4 separate regions of the Mus musculus genome follow, and all the other regions are linked to region 3. A link is a contact called in public promoter capture Hi-C data. All regions are on one chromosome and are shown on one strand. The core of a region is the stretch at or near the end of the contact, and the rest is flanking DNA. Distances in the headings are between cores, read along the strand shown. Region 1 holds the start of Tmem203 (transmembrane protein 203). Region 2 holds the start of Nrarp (Notch-regulated ankyrin repeat protein). Region 3 holds the start of Brd3 (bromodomain containing 3). Region 4 holds the start of Paxx (non-homologous end joining factor).

Region 1 (5,518 bases), core at 2,580-5,079, 2.2 Mb after region 3:
CTCCAGAAACCAAACCAAACCAACAAACAACCTCCCCCCCCAAAAAACAAAACAAAACAAAACAAAACAAAACAAAACAAAACAAAAAACACCCACCTGCTGCCCTGTAGAGAGAGAGAGGACCTGAATTTGGATCCTAGCACCTGGATGGCTGTAATTTGTTCCTGGGGTTCTAATGCCCTCTTCTGGCCTCCATGGACATTGCATGTGTGCTGCATATCCACACAGAATTTTTTGTTTTGTTTTGTTTTGTTTTGTCTTGTTTTGTTTTGTTAAAGAAAGACCTAGTCAGCTGCCGGGGGCACATACCTTTAATCCGAGCACTCAGGAGGCAGAGGCAGAGACAGGCAGATCTCTGTGAGTTCAAGGCCAGCCTGGTCTACAAAGGAGTTCCAGGACAGGCAGGGCTATTTTTACACAGAGAAACCCTGTCTCAAAAAACAAAACCGAAGAATGATCCCAGTCAAATGGCTAAGCACAGTGAGGAACCCTGTATTCTGCAGGTCACATTTGATCTGCCAACTGATGTTCCTTTAGACTTTCTCCTGTCTCCCTGTCCCCCTCTCTCCCTCCTGCTTTCTCTCTTTCAGGCTGGGTCTCACAGGTCAGGCTGGCTTCCAGCTATGAAGCCAGTTGTCACATGCTCTACAAAATACAGCCCATTGTCTTTAGCTGGGGTGGGTAGTAGTGCAATCTCCTACAACAAGAAACAGTAGTGCAATCTCCTACAACAAGAAACAGGGATTTAGCTGGGGTGGGTAGTAGTGCAATCTCCTACAACAAGAAACAGGGATTTGTCAGGCGTGGTGGCGCACGCCTTTAATCCCAGCACTCGGGAGGCAGAGGCAGGCGGATTTCTGAGTTCGAGGCCAGCCTGGTCTACAAAGTGAGTTCAAGGACAGCCAGGGCTATACAAAAAACAAACAGGGATTTTCCAAAAATATTCTAACACCCAAAGTGTTCTAGCCATGGTGCAATAATGACCCCAGCCCTATGATCCCCTGTCCACATGGCAAAGGGCATCTTAGCATTCACCTGATGCAAACATTGAGATGCTTATATATATATTGTTAATTTCCAGCTTTCTCTTTTATAGCCACTCCAGGAAACAGTGTGACATCCTGTTTTAAATCCTTTAAAAATGTAAAATTTAGAACTTATGAGATGGCCCTGCGAGTAGGCACTTGCAAGCAGGCCAGGCTACCTGAGTTTGCTCTCTGATATCACAAGGCTGACAAATAATTTGCATAAGTGGTATGGTACACATACACCTGCATTCACACATACATACACACAAATAATTTTTAAATGTAAAAACTATAATAATGTAGTTCAGTTAGTAGGACACTTGCCTAAGCCAGATGTGGTGGTGTATGCCTTTAATCCTAACTCTTGGGAGGCAAAGGCCAGCCTCTATGAATTAGAGGCCTGTTCTACAGAGTGAGTTTCTAGTCCGGTCAAGGTTACAGTGAGTTCCTGTTTCAGCAGCAGCAATAGTAATTGTTGTCTAATATGTATGTTGCCCTGGATTTGATTTCCAAAATCATATAAAACAGGAAGTAAAAAGGTCATCACTGATTACAGAGTGAGTTTGAGGCAAGTCTTTGCTGCATAACACCCTAATTTTTAAAAATTTATTTATTATATGTAAGTACACTGTAGCTGTCTTCAGACACTCCAGAAGAGGGAGTCAGATCTTGTTATGGATGGTTGTGAGCCACCATGTGGTTGCTGGGATTTGAACTCGGGACCTTTGGAAGAGCAGTCAGGTGCTCTTACCCACTGAGCCATCTCACCAGCCCCCAACACCCTAATTTTTAAAAACGGGAAATCTGTCCTTAAACGACCATTTTTCATCTCAATTCTTCGGCACTGTCATCAGGGCTCACCGATGGCTACACACTAAGAAGTCAGGGCTCTGGTGTCACATGCTCTACAAAATACAGCCCATTGTCTTTAGCTGGGGTGGGTAGTAGTGCAAGTTACTCATCTCCTACAACAAGAAACAGGGATTTGCCGAAAACAGTCTAACACCCAAAGTGTTCTAGCCATGGTGCACTAATGACCACATGGCAAAGGGCGTCTTAGCATTCACCTGATGCAAACATTGGGATGCTTAAATATATATTGTTAATTTCAGGAAACATTTTTTTCCATCAGCAAATGGTCTCATTTGGCACACAACTGACATAAACTCAAAGACCGACCGTAAGCTAATAAATTTCAGCTGTAAATGTATCCACCGCCATGAGCATGTGAGCACCCGTTCCTAATGTCTATGCTTCCTTTTCTAGGTCTGTCTGTCTCAAGTGTATTAATGACGCCTGCCACAAGGTGGTGGGAAAGTCCGTGAAACTGCAATCGGGGGCTGGTGTGATGGCTCAGTGGTTAAGAGCACCGACTGCTCTTCTGAAGGTCCTGAGTTCAAATCCCAGCAACCGCATGGTGGCTCACATCCATCCGTAACAAAATCTGATGCCCTCTTCTGGAGTGTCTGAAGACAGCTACAGTGTACTTACATATAATAAATAAATAAATCTTTAAAAAAAAAAAAAAAAAAAAAAAAAAAAAAAAAAAAAAAAAAAAAAAAAAACTGCAATCGGTTGAGCCAGGAAATCAAGCAATGCCTTGAGACCAGAATTTTTTCTCAGATGGCAGATACCCACACAGGGCCCTATTCATGCCCTTTCTCAACAGTCTGCTTTCTCTTTGTCTTTGTGAGGTGGAATGAACAAAAGGCTAGTCTTTGGCAGAAAAGAGGAAAAGGGATGCCAGCCCTCTTTATCAATCGTATAAGTCTGCCCTGGACAGATGAAGGGACATGCTCTGAGGTCAGTGCTGCTGAGTGAACAAGCTGATTTATAAAGGGGGCACATCACCATGGGAAATACTCAGAGCCCAGCAGGATATTTTACTTATATGCAGTCTCCAAATGCTGGAAAAGTTCAGTATTGACTGGCAATTCAGAGCATGAATAACTGGAAATAAGTTTTAATAAACAAGACTTCACTTTTAAGCTTTGCTCGAGGAAACGATCTTATATATAAAGAAAACTGGACAGTAAACTGGGCACAAGCAAACACTGATTTCTGACCAAAGCTCCACCAGTGTGGCACCAAGTTGGGTCAGGACCGGGAGGTCCAGAACTCCAGCTGCGCAGTGCTCCATTTCCAGCCACTGCAAGAGGCTAGTTGACGCGACAAGCCCGGATCATGAGCAGCTGCAGGAGAATGAAGACCGGAGACGTGATCAGGCCGAACCAGAGCTCTCGAGTCTGCTCCACTAGCTTCTGGCACAGCAACATCTCAAAGACAAACTTGAGGCTAAGGACGGTGAGAACCCAGAAGAGGCGCAGCACAGCCAGTCGCTTCTCCCCATCTTGGAAGAGTCGAACGGAAACGATGGTGGTGAAGTAGGTACTGAGCCCGTCGGCGGCGAAAAAGGGCACAAAGACGTTCCACCAGGAGAGGCCCGGAGTCAAGCCATCCACTCGCAGTGCCAACAGTACGGAGAACACCAACAGGGCCAGCAGGTGCACGAATATCTCAAAGGTGGCGAAGCCCAGCCACTGCACCAGCTCCCGCAGCGAGAATAACATCGCGCCTGCTTAACACCGGCCACCGGTGCCCCGCACCGGGCTGTGACGTCTCCGACCGCAGACCTGGCGACCGCCTGCTGCCGCCGCTGCACACGGGAGGCAGCAAGCAGCCCAACCTGGCCTGGACGCCGGCCCTGGGGCTCTGCGACCCTGAGGACCCCAACCCCGGACCCGGAACCGGAGGCTAGCAGAAGCCCGTGGTGTCCAGATGCTATCCCCGCCCCTCCCCCCGCTGGCGCAGTTGAAACGCGTCATTTCCTGTTGACAGCGGAAGGGGGAAGTTGGTGAGGTGTGCGGTTCTGGCCGGCGTGTGCAGTAATGCAGGTTCCACAGCTCCTGGTGCTTTTCGGCAGCCAGACTGGTACAGCCCAGGACGAGGCGGAGAGGCTGGGCCGTGAGGCCCGGCGCCGGCGGCTAGGTTGCCGCGTGCAGGCTTTGGACTCTTACTCCGTGGTGAGGCTCGGGCGCTACGGCGGAGACCCTCCACCGGACTTCGCGCCCTCGGATGGAGGACGTTTGAGTGAGGCCCTTTGGGCCCAAGCGGATTCAGGGGAAAGGGAGGCACTAGGTTGAGGCCTGAGAAAGTAAAGCCTGGTAGCCAGTGGGAATAAGTGTCCAAACACTTTTACTCTGTTCCCCTAGGTGAAGGTGGTGGTGGGATGCGGTGCAGGGAGGGCACTGATCAAGGCTGCCAGAGACCTTACATCTACTTGTGTCTTGTCCTCGAGGCGAATCTCATTAGGGAGCCCCTGGTGATATTTGTTTGTGCGACCACAGGCCAAGGAGACCCTCCTGACAACATGAAGGTAAGGTTGGCCTAATGTGTACCCTCATCCTGTTTTCATTGCTGTATAAGAGTCCCAGCGTGCACAGAAATAGCTTCCCTTCAACGCGTGTTGAGTATGAGAGGTGCCTTTGAGAGAGATTCTTTTTGTAGATCCGAGGAGAGAAATAGCTCTTAAAACCACACCTGGTGCTAGGGAAAGTGCCAGATGTTCAGAGAGTAAAGGGGGTCCTGAAATCGTACACAACTCTTGGGAAGGAAGGAGCACACCTTTAATTCTAGCTCTTGGGAGGCAGGAGCAGATGGAGCTGGCCAGGGCTACATAGAACCTGTCTCTAAAATAAATTAATAAAAGGAGGGGCAGATGGTGGTGAGAAGCAACCTGTGTAAAGGGCAGAAAGTTGAGGATTCCCCAGCCATGAACTGTGCTGACAGAAAAGGGGTAGGAAGAAAGGTTCATTCAAAAATCCTGGATAGCTACAGTGAAATGTCCTATTAAGATGAAAGCTATAGGGACTATGGAATTGACACAGTGATGCTGTCAGTGTAGCAAGACCACCACCTATCTGAACATGGCAAGAATAATGCTAGGCAATAAATATATCCCCGTAAGCAGGAGGTGCACACGTGCCTTGAGCTGGGTGGTGGCCCAAGGCTGAATAAATCAGGCATATTCCAGAGAGCCCAAAAGGTAGACTCAGCAGGGTGTGTAATCAGAGGGATATAAAAGATGAGGGCAGAATCACAGCACAAGAACCCAAAGTAAAGCCGGGGGAGGTTGTGCACGCCTTTAATCCCAGCACTCGGGAGGCAGAGGCAGGCGGATTTCTGAGTTCGAGGCCAGCCTGTTCTACAAAGTGAGTTCCAGGACAGCCAGGGCTATACAGAGAAACCCTGTCTCAAAAAACAAAACAAAACAAACAAACAATTCAAAGTAATTCCACCTGTGGATTGAGAGGACCAGTTATGGCAGATGCCAGGAGGTACCTAGAGGAGCTGCAGTTAGCTGTGCAGGACTGGGAAGGTCCTGGCACAAGCATCATTGTTGAAGCACCCAAAATAAAACTGAAAAAACAGAGTCCCCTATCCCTCAGGCCTGCCATCTAGCATGGGCAGAGTCAGAAAGGAGGAGTTCC
Region 2 (5,551 bases), core at 2,275-4,774, 2.3 Mb after region 3:
GTATACCTGGAAGCCCTCGAGCCTCTCTTAGGTGGGGGAATTTTAAAGGTGCTGTAAAGGCTTGATGAGCGTTCCCCTCCTCACACTCCAGGTTAGTACTGGACAGTCTAGGGAGAGGGTGGGGACTAAAAACACTCAACTGGCCACATCCTTCTAGCTGTGGGCTACAATTCCTGGTAGACACAATTCCTGGGGTGCGACTTCCTGAGGAAGGTCCCATCTCTCTGCAGAGTATCACATCATAGTCTGCTCAGAAGTTTAATAACCTTACTGTTGCTGAGGAGAAAATGTTAAAGTAGGAGCCCGAAGGGTGTGTGTGTGTGGGACTGATGGCTGCTTGGAGTTTGTATCAGGAGAACAGCCACTTATACCATGGCTCCATTGGATCTCCTCTGCTGGTTGCTGCTATTCTGGTCCCATCAGGCACCTCCTCCCCTGAATCCCATGCAGGACCCAGGAATGGGCTGTCGATGGTCCTCCAGTGCATTTTCTCAAATCACAGGCATGAGAACCCTGGATCTAATTCAGATCTGCTTTTTGGTGAATTTGGCCCTAGAAGCCCAAATCTCTAGAGGTGTTTTGCTTGTCCAGGAGCAACAGGAATGTTCCCCCAAATCTAAAGAGACCCTCATCTGTGCAGAAGTTCCTCCAGGGTTTCAACTTTCAGGCTGGGTAGGAAGCATGATGAGCTATAAGCAGATCTCTCTGGGGAGGTCTCAGCCACTCTGCCAGGAAGTAGCTGAGACACGAACTACTAAGGTGGCATCTGGGTTCCTGTGGTTGACTTGGACTTGACAGCTGAGCTAGACTGAGTTCACATTTTACCCAGCTTGGTCTTGTCAATAGATTCACAACCCAAGCAGCCATCATTCATTAGCTGAAGGTAGGACGCCATGGCCCTTAGAGGGGGACCCAGGACTTGTGCCAAAATTAAAACCAGTATTTTTTTTTAATATAAAAAGACCAATGAAAAATTTATTTATAAATTTTTCACGATGGGCTACAAGTCTATATCGTACGCTTAGGAGTGTGCCACAGACTTCATACAGATAGAAGAGACCAACCAGGACCCATCTGAAGCTTCAACATAGGCCCAGTACGTTTTAACATTAATTAACATAATTAAAAAGGCATTTGCGTGTAGAAAAACCATACAGAACTCCTTTTGAAGTAATCTGTGCTTGTCTCAGTGTCTGCCATTCTCATGACATTATCACTATTCCTCCCACACTGGTTCATAAAAGCGCAGAAGACCGAAGAATATGGCCAGGCGGCACAAAGGGCTCCACCCACCTGTGTCCTCAAGTGCTCCCCATTTTTGCACGCAGGGTCAGCAGCACTTCTACGAAGGGGAAACCTCATTTAAATTTGAATAATTCAGCCTCCCTTTTATTTCCCAGGATCAAAACAAGAAGGGGAATGGAGATGCATAGAAAATTGGAACCACAGAAACCAGGAAGTCTCCTTTCTGGGACAGCCAGTGACGCTCCAGCACCTCCTCCAGCCCTGGTCCTTGGCACAGCCCCTCCCTCATGGCTGGATCCTCAGATCATAATAGGGCCTTGGAGCAGGGTTTGAGGGTGGGGATGGGGATTGGGGAAGGCAGAAAGAGCACAGCAGCCCTTCCACTCATTCAGCAATAGTATGAGAGATTCACAGTCTTTATAGGAATTTTATAAAAATATAAATATGGGTACACAACAGCCTTCACAACGCTGGATACAACGCCCTTTAAAATTGGGTTCATAACCAAGATTCAAAAAAATACACCTAAAACTTGGCTTAAAATATGTTAATATTTTATATTCTGTCATAAATGTTATGACATTTAATCGTGGCAAATTCATTTACTTTTTTAAAAAAGTGTGCAACCGACTATTAACTATAATAGAAGTCACTAGGAAGGGTACCATGCTCTCAGAATCCCCACGTCCCAGCCACGCGGGCTTCAAGAGCCCTTTGGAACTTTGCTAAACCAGCCTGTGTGGGGAATGGTGGCCTCTCACGGGAGGGGAAAGGGAGACAGATCCTAGGCTCTCTAAACTCAGAATCCAGGGAGAGGAAAAGAGGAATGAGGTGTGGAAGATTAGGGACTCGGTGGGGGAGGGGCTAGCAATGGGAAAACCATAGGGCTAGGCGGTATTTTCAGTGCAACCAAAAAATGGTAGACTCAAGTTTTTAGTTTTAAAGGAAAAAAAATGCATCTTTCTCCCATAACCACGCACAATATTTCCAAACAAAAAACTCAGGCGCACAAACTTCACCCACAAATATACACACACGTGATAAATAGTTGAGGACATCAGGAACCCGGAGCGTCCCCTTCCCTTCCTAAGTGCGAGGGCGCGCAGATGGTGGAGCCCGGTAATGGTTGTTTGGCGGCTGCCAGCGGCGGGCGCCGCACTGTGAGCGGCCGGGTCTCACGAGCGGCGGCTGGAGCGCGAGTCCGCCCGCGCCTTTCACCTTCCGGAGAAAACATTTCAAGCGGAGGATCCGGTATCTCGGGATTCCGAAGTCTCCCGGTGTGAGACTCAAATTTCAAAACGGACTGGAGCCTGCGCCCCGCCCCCACCCTCTAGGCGGTCGGGGCCGTGGGAAGGCTCTGGGGCCCCGCGGGGCTCAGAGGACTGCCAAGGGGAGGCGCTCTTTTGCGGAGAGCCGAACCCTGGGGTCCACGGATGCGCTACTTTGGTCGTGGCCGCGGACGTAGAGACTTAGCCCGATTTCCACGCGGACCAGCAAACCTGGCGCACACCGAGGTAGTTGGCGGGAAGGTACAGCAGAGACGACGCGGGTGGGGGCCAGGGGCCGGAGTCCGGGTGGCTATCACCGGCCGCTGGCCGCGTACTTGGCCTTGGTGATGAGATAGAGCACGATGTCCTGGTGGCCCCCGAAAGCGGCGATGTGTAGCGCGCTCCAGCCGTCGCGGTTAGCTAGGCGGATGTCGGCTCCGAACTTGACCAACAGCTTCACCAGCTCCAGGTTGCCGTCGATGACTGACTGGTGTAGTGCTGTCTGGCCCTCCGGCCCGAACGAGTTCACGTTGAATTCGCAGTTAGTCATGTTCTGCAGCAGCGACTGCAGCTCCTGCGTGTTGCCCTTGCGCACCGCTTCCTGGAAGATGCGCTGCGTCTGTGGCGCCGAGCAGGTGGACAGCTCGGCTTGGCTCATGTTGCCGCAGAGCTAGGGCTGCGAGCCGCGCCCCGGCTTAGCGCGGGCGGCGGCTGCAGTGCGGGCCCCGGGCTGTCTCGGGGCGTGTCTCGAGGTACGCCTCGGCGCATGGAGGGCGCTGCGCCCTCGGGCCCCGCACGCCGCCCCTGCGCACTCCGGGCGTTCGGGGCCGAGGGCCGCTGGCGCGGGACCCCTGCTGCATCCAGCCGCGCCCAAGCGGGCGGGCGACAGGGCTGGGTGCTGGTTCGCAGAACCTGGGGCAGCCGGAGGCCGCGACACTCGCAGTCGTGGTCCCTTCGAGGTTAGGCTTCGCTCCAGCTGAACTCCACCCGCGTCCCTTTGCAAAATAGTTCTAATTCGCCCGCCGCTTCTCGCCGTCTTTTACGGTTCTTATATTTGCATAACAATAGACGCTCTTGACGCGCACACCAGGGCTCTTTCGATTGGGTGGTGCCCACGTGGGGGCGGGGCGGAGGCGGGGTCGTGCTGCAGCTCCCTCCAGGATAGAGGGCGCTGGTCTGACCAGCACTAGTCTGGTCTGGCCAGGGTGGTCAGAAGGCCTCGGGGGTTTTCCAGCACCACTGCGGGATCCTGGGTCTGGTTGCTCCGGTGTATAAGCTCCTTCGGCAGTTTTCTTCTTCCTTCATAGATGTCGGGAGTTGCGAGTTCCTTGCGCAGCCACTCCCAGGCCTGGACCTGGCGTTCACAGGTGGCAATTTCACGAACTGCTCGGTTGTATAGTCCTCCATCACTCTGGTCCTTTCTACTCAAGTGTAATTTACGGGGAAGCTTGAGCAGCAATTGCATTTGGCTCCTCCATACTGATGGAGGGAGCTCCATGCCCCTAAGCTACCCACAGTGTAGGTAGGGGTTCCTTTGGCAGGCTGGCACAGGCTCGCTCGCTCGCTCGCTCCCCCCTCTGTCTCTGTCTCTCTCTGTCTATCTCTCTCTCTCTGCCTCTCTCTCTGTCTCTCTCTCTTTCTCGGTGGCCAGTCTGTCACTACTCCTCCTTATGTGTTTCCTTTACTTAGTGTCAGCATATAAGACACAGGGCTGGCTCGTGAGACCAACAGCACTGCCCTTTGAGGGAGTTCTGAAATGACTCATTTCCAAGCCATAAGCCCCACGTTTTATTGACCACCCTTAACAACTGACCGTGAGTGAGGCAGGAGGTGCTGGCGCTGGCTGGGAAGGCAAGGCTCCACATTTCCTCATTATGTTTTACGGCTTATAGCTTCGCTGTGGTTGCTGGAAATTAAGGAGGAATGATCTTAAGACTTGCAGAGCAGGAGGCAGGGCACGTCAGGGCTTGATTTCTTCTGAAGCTAACTGGGAATTCCAAGCAGGCAACTGTAAGCCTCAGCTGGGCAGCCCACCCAGCCAGGCTCCATCTGGGGACGCTCCTTTGGTGGATGTTCCTGCCCCAGACTCAGAACTGTATCATATTCACCGGGGCATGTCCCCAACCTTACTATGTTCACGGGGAGGGACCATAGCTAAATTGAATGGAGAAAGTAGGCAACCCCCCCCCCACCACCACTGTGACCACCAGATGTCCGCCCGTCGGGCCAACTTGTTTAAGGGTCACACTCCTTTTCTGCTAACCTGAGAACCTGAATCTCATGTGTATTCAGCTTGGAAAGCTCTCTAGTCTTCTTGGGATCCTTGGTCTATTGGGTTCTGCCTATTTGGTCCCCTAGCCACACCTTATACCTCATTGTTCAGAGAGTTTTTTTTTTTTTTTTTTCGAGACAGGGTTGCTCTGTATAGCCCTGGCTTTCCTGGAACTCACTCTGTAGACCAGGCTGGCCTCGAACTCAGAAGTCCGCCTGCCTCTGCCTCCCAAGTGCTGGGATTAAAGGCGTGCGCTACCACTGCTTGGCTACTGTTCCAAGATCTTGAGAGGAACCCTTATGGTTCTCTCCACCGTGCAGGTAGACTGAGGTGCAGTTGGGGGTTCTGACTGATGCCCCAATGCAGGCTGTGTCACAGAACACTAACCCAAAACAAAGTGGGCAGGGAGAAACGGGAGTTCTGGGAGCATAAGAGGACAGGATCTGATTCCTGGCTGGCCCATGGTTTCATGCGTTTGCATAGGGCTTGGAAGCTTTAGACAGGCAGGAATCAGAGACCACACCTGGGGGTGAGCAGAGCCTTACTTTCATCAAGCCCAGTGATGTTCCTTGAAGGTGAATGGGTCCCCGGATAGGCCCCTACCTAGGTGGGCTCCAGCCTGGCCTGAGGAAGGGCATCTGAGATGCTTGCCCAGAACAGAGCCTGGGAGAAAAGTCCTGTTGACATCCGCAGCAGGCGGCAGACAAAGGGGCCCTGTGTGAGCTCAGTGTGGGAACGCCAGGCCCCCACCACAGGGGCTGTGAGA
Region 3 (5,468 bases), core at 1,202-3,701:
GTGTGCATACCTGGTACCCATGGACTTCACAAGAGGGTTGGTACTGGGAATGGAACCCAGATCCTCTGCAAGAGCAATAGGGTCTCCTAAGTACACTGCCACCTCTTCAGCCCCAAGGGGTCTTTTAAACTGGTGAGTCACTAAGCCTGTGAGAGATGCCTCAGGCAGTTGAGGAACTTGTGTCTGAGCCTGGTGATTCCAGTTCGAGTCTTATGTGGTAGAAGGGGAGTGCTGGCTCTCACACTGTCCTCTAATTTCCACATGTGCTCTGTGCCACATGTACACACACACATACACAGTTACACACACACACATACAGTTACACACATAGTTAGACACACATACAGTTACACACATACAGTTAGACACACAAAGTTACATACACAGGTACACATACAGTTACATACACATACACAGTTACACACACACACAGTTATACATAGTTACACACACATACACTGTTACACACACATGCACTGTTACACACACATACACAGTTACACACATAGTTATACATAGTTACACACACATACACTGTTACACACACAGTTACACAATACACAGTTACACACACAGTTACATACACATACACAGTTATACACACACCTAATTACACACAGTTACACACACATAGTTACGCACATGTACACAGTTATACACAGTTACAGTTACACACACATACACTGTTACACACACAGTTATATACACATACACAGTTACACACACATAGTTACACACATACACAGTTACGCACACATGCACAGTCACACACACAGTTACACACACTGTTACAAACACATAGTTACACACATGTACATAGTTACACACACACATACATAGTTACACACACACTCACACACACACACAGAGTTTTCTGGGTTTTGTTTAAAAAGTTAACTGGCAAGTCCCTTGTCCTAGTAGCCAGAGTGCTCAGTGTGTCCAGAAAGGTGAGACCCAGATGGCAGGAATGATAATAGAACCTGCAAGGTGACTGCAGTTCTGCAAGCTCCCAGTCATGGCTTTGCTGGGGAGCCTGGGTTCAAGAGTTTAAGGACTCTAACTTAGAGCCTCCCAGGTCTTGCTCTCCTACCCTGTGTTCAGTCTGCGACTAAACAGCAGGGCTTCCTTGCAGTGGCCACCTCGCCCCAGGGTGTGAGAAGCACCCATGCTGTAGACCAAAGAGGAGACAAGAAGAGCCTGGAGAGGCTCCAGCTTGTCCTCAAATCTCTTCCAAGGACCCTGGGCTTGGAGCTTGGGACCTCTGAGACCAAGGATGTCACTTTGCCTTCTTGAGCCTTTTTCATTTTCAGGTACAGAACATATTCGTTGTGTATGTGTGTGTATGTGTGTGTGTACGTGTGTGTGTGTGTGTGTGTGTGTGTGTGTGTCTGGTATTTAATACCATAACCACCTGTGCATTTCTTGCATGCAGCAAAGTGCCCGCTCAGCCAGAAATAAACTCAGTGACACCAGGATCTTGGAATAGGTCCAGCTCACAGCAGAATTGGAACCCTGCATTGGCAGGCAGGTTCAGCGGGCACTGATGGAAAAACTTGTTTTGTTTGTAACGTTTTTGTTGGGGTCTATCACACACCCACCTTAAATTACAACTGGATAAAAACTGACTAACGTAGGCACCATTGTAATTTTCACCAAAACCAAGATCTGAAGTGTGACCCCGTCCTAACCCTTTCAAAACGCAGAAAAAGGGCGGGACTTAATCTCATTCCTGTCTTTCCATAGGCACATGGGGACACACTGAGACTCCAGAGAGGGAAAGTTGGCTGGCACAGCCTGAAGCATCCCTTACTGGTGTCTAGCTTTGGAGAATCCGCCTTTTTCCGGCACCACCAGCCAGGTCTCTTACGGAGTCCCCAGGTCTTCAACCCGCCCCAGGATTTTGGGGCGGGATTGATCGCGACTCCTCCCTGGCAAGGACCGCCCTGCGCGCGCCCTCGCCAGGCTAATTAGGCGCGCGGTTTGTTTACAAACATGGGCTGGGGCCGGTGCGCGCCTCCCTGCTTGTGAGCATTCGGGGTTTGAGGGAGGCCTCGGGGTACCCGGGTAGTGACCCCAGGGTGCTAACTGCGTTCCCGCCTTTCCCACGTTTTCCTAGGCTTCTGGAAATCCGCCCACCAGTTCTTATTCCCTGCGTGTGGCTGAGAACGCTAAAGTGAAGGCGCGCGGGCGGGCCAAGGTTCCAGCGTCGCCTCGGGTCCTGGCGGGCAACCTCCCAGCCCCGCCCCCACGCGCCCCTAGGCCGGGCCCGCTGGCGGCCAGGGCGGCCGGGCGGGCGGCCGGGGGCGCGCGGGGCGGGGCACGGCGTGGCGCCGGCGGGGCCGGGACATGTAGTCCGTGCGCCTCGGCCTCCCCTGGGCGGCCCTGGCGCGAGCCCGGGCGCGGACTACGACTCCCGCCAGGCGCCGCGGCGTAGCGCATGAGCCCTGTACAGCTCCGGCGCGTCTATTATGCTGCCGGGGCCGGCGAGCCAAAGAGGAGCCGGCCGCGCGGGCCGGGAGCAGACGGCGCTGGAGCCGCCTAGGCCAAGTACGCCTTTTTCTCGTTTCCTTGTACACTCTGGGCGGCGGCGGCGGTGGCGGTGGCGGCGGCGGACTTGGCTGAGAGAACACGGCCCGGAACGCATGGTGCAGGCCTCCCGCGCGTCTCGAAGCCCGGAGCCCGGGGCCGCCGCCTTTGTGCGCGGCCGCGATGCAACAAAGCGGGGCGGCCGCCTGCCCGGGGTCGCAGCGACTGCGCGGGCTCCGCTGCCCTCCGCCTTGCGCTGTGCGCCCGCGGCTTGCCGGTCGCCTCGGGCCGGACTGGGAGGCGTCGCCTTGGTCGGAGCGCCCAGCCTGGACTTGGCACAGCCCGCGCTCTCTGCGCCAGCCCTCCCTCACGGAAGGGATTTTTTTTTCCTTTCCCCTTTTCCTCTGCCCGCCATCTTCCGAAGGGGACTGCCTGGAGGATGCGCGGCGCGGGAAGGTGCGCGCGGTGTGCCCAGGGTCGCTCCGGCGCCACTTAGGGCGGATCGTCGCAGGGCAGGCCAGGCTGGGCCTGGACACCGCTGGAGCCTTGCAAGTGGGGCAGCCGCGGCGTGGCTTGGGGGGCGGCGGCTGCATTTGCAGAGTTATGGCCCGGGAGACGACTTTGCGCGCTTACGAGTTACTGGATTATTGCAGCCAGGCCAGGAGGAAACCCAGTTCATGTTTTGAAATCAGCCTAAACGAGTACTTAATCCGGGCGAGGTCGATTCGGATTGAGGTGGAAGGGGTGGGGTGCACGTCTTTTTCTTACTTCGTGTATAACACGCAAGCTAGTTGGGTGAGGAATGCGCACCCCAAAGCCTCTCGTATGTAAGGTTCTTGAGGATTCCCGGTGAAAAATCCTGGCGGCTTGGGGAAGTTCTCTCCACCAGTTGCTGCGACGGGGGCAGGGCTAACGAGGAAGCCATAAACAGTCTTCTTGCCCTGGGGCGGCGGGGGGGGGGCGGTAAGGAGCGGGAAGGGGGCTCACTGGGAGCCGGGGCATACCTTTTGTGAGTTCATACTTTAGGGCTCAATTTTAAGGCTCTGCCCTTTGCAATTTTGATTAAGAGCTTTCTGCCAGAAATAAGTGCACAGCTGTTGTTTCTCTACCTTAAACTTCTTAACTGTATAAGTTTGTGTCTCTGAGGTCATTCTTGTGTTCTTCAGTGGCTAACATGGGACTGGGTGCAGGAAGAGAAATGAGTGAAGGAATTGAAGGGCTCAGGTCCTGTCCCCCTTAACCCATGAGGACAAGCTGGTTGTTGTGTCGTCCATCCCCCCCCCCTTTTGTTTTGCACTTTCTTAGTGGTGTGCATTACTGGGGGTGGGGGTGCCCCTGAAGAGATCTGAGATCTCTGCTGTGCTGCTTGAAGTGAGTTTCTCACAGGCTTTCCAGGGTCCAGGAAAGGAAGGACTCCAAGGATCAAGCCCCAAGCCCCAGTGACCTTTTTTGAGTGGCCCTGAGTGTGGCCTCTCATTCGCAAATAGAGGCCTGTTTGCTGTTTGTTCTGTTGGAGGCCTTGATGTGCACTGTTGGCTGTAGATCATGAGAGGTGAGGTACAAGCTTGACAGTTCAGGAGGTGGGGGTAATTTCTTCCTGACCTTGCTTATAAACTCCGGGTCCACTGCTTTAGCAAGACACCAGGAATCTGTGGCGATCCAGACCTAGCCCCACATCCGGGGAATTCAGGAGAAAGGCATTAAAAAGCTTTTGTAGGGTGGATGACCAGGGGGTGTGCCAGTTCGTTCATTTCCCTACCTATATATCTATTTACTTTATTTATTTTACTTTTAGGAGATGCCAGGTTTACTTTCACAAAGAGTAACTGCTTTCTTTCCACAGTGCAGTATCCTGTTTTGGAAATGAGCTTTGAATGAGGGATGGAGCTTGTAAAAGTGTCCTCCCTCCCTTAGATGGTGAAAATGGGGGGGAGTGCTGAAAGGAAAGGCCCTGCCTGGCTTGCCTCTACTCCGGCTTCTGTAAGCCTGGAGCTGTGCCCCCAGGGGCTCTCAGGGTTACCTTGTCCACTTCCTGGTTTACTGTGTCACAGCCTTCCCAGGGGAGGGTGGCCCAAGGTCACAAGTGTTACCCACTGTTCAGATAAGTGCTGGTTATCCAGATCTCACCTTAGAAGGAAGAGCCGCGGGGAACTATGAGTGGGAAAACAGGATCCAGTGGAGACCTCCACAATTCAGAAGGTAATAGGAAGTTAAGAAAGCAGTACTCCTTCCCAGGGGACAGCCTTGAAGCTTGTGGCGTCCTTACAAAGCTATCCCCTGCACCTGGGGGCTGCTGTTTGCAGTACATTTTGACATGTGGTACCCTCTCGTCTATTTGTGGTTACTGCTGCGCTATGGGACACCCAGCTGTCTTAGTGTTGGTGGGTTCTATTGCAGGGGAAAGTGCCCCATTGTGGGTGCTCACAAGTTGGTAGTCTCTTTGTAGGCCTCTGGGTTGAAGTAGATCTGGGTCCATGCTGTGTACGTGGCTCAGGCTCTGGTTCTGGCAGTTCAGTACTGTTGGCTCTGGTCTCTGCGTCTCCATATGGCCTGATGACCTTGACCTGGAGATACATTTTGGGGAAGGGCCTCCTTGCCCCCATAAGGCCCAGAGCCCCACAGAGGCTATCATATCCTAACAAGATGAGGACTGGAGAAGGAGGGGCTACTAGCTCCAGTGTCATTGGAAGTTGGGCTTCCTGACCCATGTCTGGGCATTTCCAGAAGTCATACCCAGACACTGTGTGTGACATATAGAGGAGGATTCTGGTGGGACCTGTAGTCAGGTGGAAGGGACATTTGGGTCACAGGCATTAAACCGCAGGTCTTAGGTGTGGGCTGGCCTCAGCTTCCTATGTACATTGTGTGAGTTCTGCTTGTATAGTTCTACCTGTGATAATCTGCTTGGGTGCGGTTGCATTGCATTGGGCACCCAACTCCTG
Region 4 (5,279 bases), core at 2,131-4,630, 2.0 Mb after region 3:
TATTAGTCATGACCTAGAGTAGCATCCCTGTGCCCTTCATGGACAAACCAGAGCTTCTGCTGTGATGTACTTCAAGACAGAGAAGCAACACTCTCCAGTCGTTGGCAGAGGAGCTGGTCCTGATAACCCCCAGTACCAGACACAGGCTCCTTCTCCTGGAGCAGTGTCCCCAGCCTGGGTGGGAGTACTGCCCAGGACACATCTCATCACCTGCTCACTCATGGAGAAAGAAACTTTGTTTCTCAGAGTGTCTTCTTGAGACTTCCATGCTTATGAGTCTGTAGCAGGCTGGCCAGGTGTCTAGGCCAAGTGAGGGGCCAGAATGCCCAAGTCAGTACACACAAGAGACTATCACTGGCTGAGGGTGGAGGACTTAGGGAAGGGACAAAGGCATTCATGAGATCTGCTTTCTCAACAAATCAGTGTGTTGGGCACAGATGAGTGTCCTCAGAGGTCCCTCCCAATGCCCCACTCTAACACCAACATAGAACTACATTGGGCGTGGTTTCCAGCATGGAGAAGGCAGGGAGGCCTGGCCACCATAGCTTCAAACAGCTACCGTGTTCCTCCAGATCCTTACTGCCCACTTTCAGTAATGTTTGGGGAGTTTTCAGTAATGCTCCACCTGCTCCTTGTATTGGGTCCAGCCACCTGCGGGGTCAGTTGGCTCATGATGCCTCTATGCTGAGTCTTCACCCAAAGAGCTCCCTGTTTTTCTCTACAGCTCCCCAGGCACAATAAACACTTTGGTGAGGCTGACAGAAGCAGTGTTTCATAGGGGAGTCAGAGAGTGGGTGGTGGGTGGCAAGGCCTGTCTAAGTCTGGAAACCACATAGGCTGGGTCCTTTAGGGCAGTACCTTCAGGGAAAGGACTATACCTTAGTTCTTCGTGGGAAGACCCAAGGTGCCTAAAGGCCCTTCTTGGACCCTGTAGTCCCCAGCATCTAGCCTAAGAGTATGATACGGCTGGTTTAGCTGCCCAGAAGCTCCCGCTTTGGAACAGCAATTACATGAGGCAAGCCACATTCCACCCTGTTCCATGTGTGCCCTGGGTCCCGGGAGCCACTGTAGACAGATTCAGCTTTCAAGTACATCAAATAGAAGGTCACTGAGATGCCTCTAAAGGTAAAGGTACTTGCTACTAAGGCTTATGACCTGAGTTTGATCCCTGGGACCTAAGGATGGAAGAAGAAAACTAACTGCCCTTTGACTTCTGACCTCTGTACCATGACACACATACACCCACTCACAATAAAATGAATAGAAATGCTTAATAATAATAATAATAATAATAATAATAATAAACTGAGGGAGGTGCTCACATTGGCTCTGGTCTCTACTTGCACATATGTGTGTACATGTGAATATGTAGAACACACACACAGGAAGGTAAGTGTATTATTTCTGTGTTTATACTGGACACAGTATAACTTGTTTGGCTTTTGTGTGTGTGCTAGGACCCTGTTGTGTACTCCTGCTGAGCAGGTACCTGGGATCCTTGGGCTTCAGCCTTTCCATCTGGATTTACAAGTGTGTTCCACCACGCCCTGAAGTACCAATGTTTGAAGAGACAAAATTGTCCCGAAATGTTTGAGGGTATAGTTCAGTGACACCTGTAATGTGAATATTATGCAAAAATTAATAAAATAAAATAGAATTTAATAAAAATATTGATTGTAAATTTGTCAAAATGTTGATAATTCGTCCATCTGGGGCTCATTATGCTGTTATTTCTGCTTTGTAGTCGGTTTAAAGTTTTTCACTCAAATTGGTAAAACAAACAAAACAAAGCAAACAAACAAAACCAGCAGCTCCATGGGAGGCTGAGAAACAAATCCTTGCAGACTTTAGCAGCCTAGAACAAGAAGCAGCGATATCTCCAGGTCCTTAAGGTCTGGGACAGGCCCCTCGAGTGGAAGAGGATGCCGTTCACCATCTCCCAGACCTGAGGCCTGGACAGGACTCTGCTTCCTGGCTCTGGCTCTGGCTCTGGCTCTGGCTCTGGCTCTGGCTCTGGCTCTGCCTCTGGCTCTGCCTCTGGCTCTGCCTCTGCCTCTGGCTCTGGCTCTGGGGCTCTGGCTCTGACTCTGGCTCTGGCTCTGGCTCTGGCTCTGGCTCTGGCTCTGGCTCTGGCTCTGGCTCTGGCTCTGGCTCTGGCTCTGGCACAGGCAGGCCTCCATACTTTAATATCAAAGGTTTTCCTGGGTTGCCTTGTGCTGTGGTGAGCAATGCAGTAGGGATGGGAGAAATGACAGACATCATTTCTGCCATATTCCAGTGGCTAGAATAGAAGCAAGACCTTAGATGCAGCTTCTAGGAGGGGGTCAGACAATGGTGGAGATGCAGGCAGACATCAAGGCTGAGCCAGAAACTCCTAAAACCAGGATGTACGGTACACAGTGAAAAGCAGGGAAAGTAAGACATGGGAGAGAGGGATGGAGACTTGAGCAGAGGTGAAATGTTCTACATGGATCCTCAAGAGGACACTTTCAAAAGAACTACAGGTAAGTACACCCGGCTGGAGACAGGCAAAAACCCATGCACGCAAAGGCTCTAGTCCGGAGCCTCAGCAGGGTTGAGCAAAACTAGAGGAAAGTGGGAATTGAGTATGTTTGGCTGATGGCACTTTTCAAATGTTAGCACAGTTCACCAAGTTACTAACCACTCTCACCATGGTTCTCATAGGTTCATGCTAGCCCTCTTCCACAGCCTTGGGAAGACTTCTGTTCCCATCAGGCCTCCTCCTGAGCACACCCTTTGCTGGGCTCCATTCTCTGCAGGTGGCATCAGCCCCTACTATGCAGGCCCTGTGTGGATTCTCATGAGCATTTGCTGCAGTGTGAGTGCTGTCCTGTCGGACTAGTCATCTCTCCCATTAGATCTCAGGTTCCAGAGACCTCCTGTTGGTGAAGGTGTCCTCAGGGCTGACAGGTATCACACAGAGGGTGGTGACTCAGACAATGGGAGGGTATTGCCCGGGAGAAAACTGCATCTCCAAACGTTTCCACATGTACTGTACTTACTCTTGTATTTTGGTTTGTTACAACTCAGCTTTAGAAAGAGATGTGTTTATATCTAAAGTGACAGGAAGGGACAAGTGACCAACAGTTTGGAGGCCCTGCAGTACAAGCCCTTGGGGGATAGATAGGAAAGAAGACCGGCATTGAAGAGCGGCAGATATGTTGCTAAGAAGGACCCAGAAAAGCGGAAGAGCACAAGGAGTGAGACCATAGTAGATCTCTGTTTGGATGCAAGGGCCAAAGAACAGAGCCCAGAATAGCACTGAGTAGCTAATGCGCTAAGCCCCGCCCTCCGAGTGCTTCCCGCCCCGCCCCACGTGCTAAACCCCGCCCTTTAGTCAGCCTCTTACTTAATGCCTGGTACCCGGAAACAATGTCAACCTTGAGTACCGCCCATCGCCTCGTCCTTCCGTCCCTCCAGAAACCAGAAGTTCCGCCGCCGAGCGAACACCTTAGATTGTGAGTCACCGAGTTTGTACTTCTGCGCAGGCGCCCTCAGCCCACATCTAACTTGGCTCCTGCGGCGAGACCGCCCTGCTGTCATGGCTCCTCCGTTGTTGTCGCTGCCGCTTTGTATTCTGCCGCCGGGTTCGGGCTCCCCCCGCCTGGTGTGCTACTGCGAGCGGGATAGTGGTGGAGACGGGGACCGCGACGACTTCAACCTCTAGTGAGTGGAGTCTAGGGATGTGGGGTGCGGGAGCATAGCGGGCACGGTGCCTGACAGCCCCTCCCACCCAGTGTGACGGACGCCGCCGAGCTCTGGAGCACCTGCTTCTCGCCTGACAGCCTGGCGAGGCTCGTGAGTAACAGTGCTGGGGATAGGAGACAGCTGGTAGCTTGCCACCCTCCCCCTCCCCGTGGCAGTGGTTCTAATAGCATTTCCAGGGTAGGGCAGTTTGGAATGTCCAGTGGGTCCAGGGTCCTGGGCGGGGTTAGTGACAATTCCTTGTTCCCAGCAGAAAGCCCGATTTGGCCTAAGTGGGGCTGAAGATATCCATTCCCGGTTCAGGTGAGTTCCAGTTAGGGAGGCCATGTGAATGAGAAGCTTGGGGTAGTGCTAACACATCCTGGCCATAACACACATCTCCCTCCTTAGGGCAGCCTGCCAACAGCAGGCAGTAACTGTAAGCCTGCAAGAAGACAGAGCATTGATAACCCTTTCAGGGGATACCCCTGCCCTGGCCTTTGACCTCTCCAAGGTGCCCAGCCCGGAGGCAGCCCCCAGGCTGCAGGCTTTGACTCTCAGCCTGGCAGAGCATGTATGCAACCTAGAGAGGCGGCTGGCAGGTACTGTATGTGTGGGCACCTGTACCTTCCCTCAGGGGCATGCTTTTGCAGACCCTCCTGGCATTGAGTGAGATGCCACGACTCTCTCTTAGCTGCAGAAGAGACCATCACTAGCCCCAAGAAGAACACCCAGCCAGCAGGCACTCAGTTCTTACCAGGTAAGGGGTGGGCCTGGCATGTGGGCTGGGGCTGCTCTTTCTCTGGAACTGCCTCTCCAGATGTCTCATGGGAGAATCTTTCCATGTGGACAGAGTTCTGGCCAGGGTTCTTTGGAGTTCAAGATTTCCCTGATCCTATTTTCTGGCAGAACTTGATCACCAGAGAGGCAGCTCTGGGCCTGGGGTCAGGAGACGGTGTCCAGGGGAGTCTCTCATTAACCCTGGCTTCAAAAGGTACTTGCCACCTGTCTCCCCTGCCCTGGTCCCTTCCTTTTCTTCTATGTATTTACATACTCTTGTCTTCTAGTAAGAAACCAGCTGCTGGTGTAGACTTTGATGAGACCTGAGGACAGCAAAGCCTGTTACTTGGCCAGGAGCCTGCCTGCAAGGAAAGGGGAGATCTAGGACCCCCTAATCAGAGACACCCCTTGCTTCACTTCCCCTGTGGTCCTGCTGTTGGGCAAAGGTGCCTCTCATCCCTTCTCCGTCAAATAAACTGCTCCCTCGGGGAGAGATGCTAGGCCAGACTTGAGTTGTGAAGATTGGCCTTGGGGAGGGGGCACGAGAAGACCCCTCTGGTGTACTGTGGAGCCCTGGGAGGCAAACAGATGCATCAGGCTCTCGGCATCCAGGAGGCTCTCCCGCCTAGGTCTTAAGGCAGGCAGCAGAGCTTTCTCAGACCTACTGTGTTGATTCTGCGTGGCCAGCACAGAAGCTGAGAGCGTCCTGGTCTGGTAGAGCCAGAACTCTCTAAGGCTTAGATGTCCCACACTTGCAAGCCCCACCCAGGTAGCACAGAGGCGTTGTCTTGGAG

The links. Promoter capture Hi-C pulls out the DNA fragments that hold promoters and counts their contacts.
Region 1: a contact with region 3 is called in a promoter capture Hi-C map of pre-B cells, with 4 times the contacts expected there. The contact joins the promoter of Tmem203 here to the promoter of Brd3 in region 3. A contact is called at or near these places in 1 of 39 promoter capture datasets (pre-B cells) and 1 of 9 other capture datasets (liver).
Region 2: a contact with region 3 is called in a promoter capture Hi-C map of pre-B cells, with 3 times the contacts expected there. The contact joins the promoter of Nrarp here to the promoter of Brd3 in region 3.
Region 4: a contact with region 3 is called in a promoter capture Hi-C map of pre-B cells, with 3 times the contacts expected there. The contact joins the promoter of Paxx here to the promoter of Brd3 in region 3.

What each region holds. Positions count from the first base shown.
Region 1 is chr2:25,253,750-25,259,267 of GRCm38.p6, reverse strand. It overlaps Tmem203 (transmembrane protein 203), which reads right to left and starts at 3,829. Exons shown (of 1, transcript NM_177344.3): 1 at 2,916-3,829. The coding sequence starts at 3,598. The coding sequence ends at 3,188. It overlaps Ndor1 (NADPH dependent diflavin oxidoreductase 1), which reads left to right and starts at 3,854. Exons shown (of 14, transcript NM_001082476.2): 1 at 3,854-4,051; 2 at 4,327-4,404. The coding sequence starts at 3,917.
Region 2 is chr2:25,178,731-25,184,281 of GRCm38.p6, reverse strand. It overlaps Nrarp (Notch-regulated ankyrin repeat protein), which reads right to left and starts at 3,524. Exons shown (of 1, transcript NM_025980.2): 1 at 943-3,524. The coding sequence starts at 3,171. The coding sequence ends at 2,827.
Region 3 is chr2:27,472,656-27,478,123 of GRCm38.p6, reverse strand. It overlaps Brd3 (bromodomain containing 3), which reads left to right and starts at 2,451. Exons shown (of 12, transcript NM_001113573.1): 1 at 2,451-2,547.
Region 4 is chr2:25,459,195-25,464,473 of GRCm38.p6, reverse strand. It overlaps Paxx (non-homologous end joining factor), which reads left to right and starts at 3,380. Exons shown (of 7, transcript NM_153557.1): 1 at 3,380-3,687; 2 at 3,759-3,819; 3 at 3,980-4,029; 4 at 4,117-4,307; 5 at 4,400-4,465; 6 at 4,615-4,699; 7 at 4,773-4,986. The coding sequence starts at 3,563. The coding sequence ends at 4,812.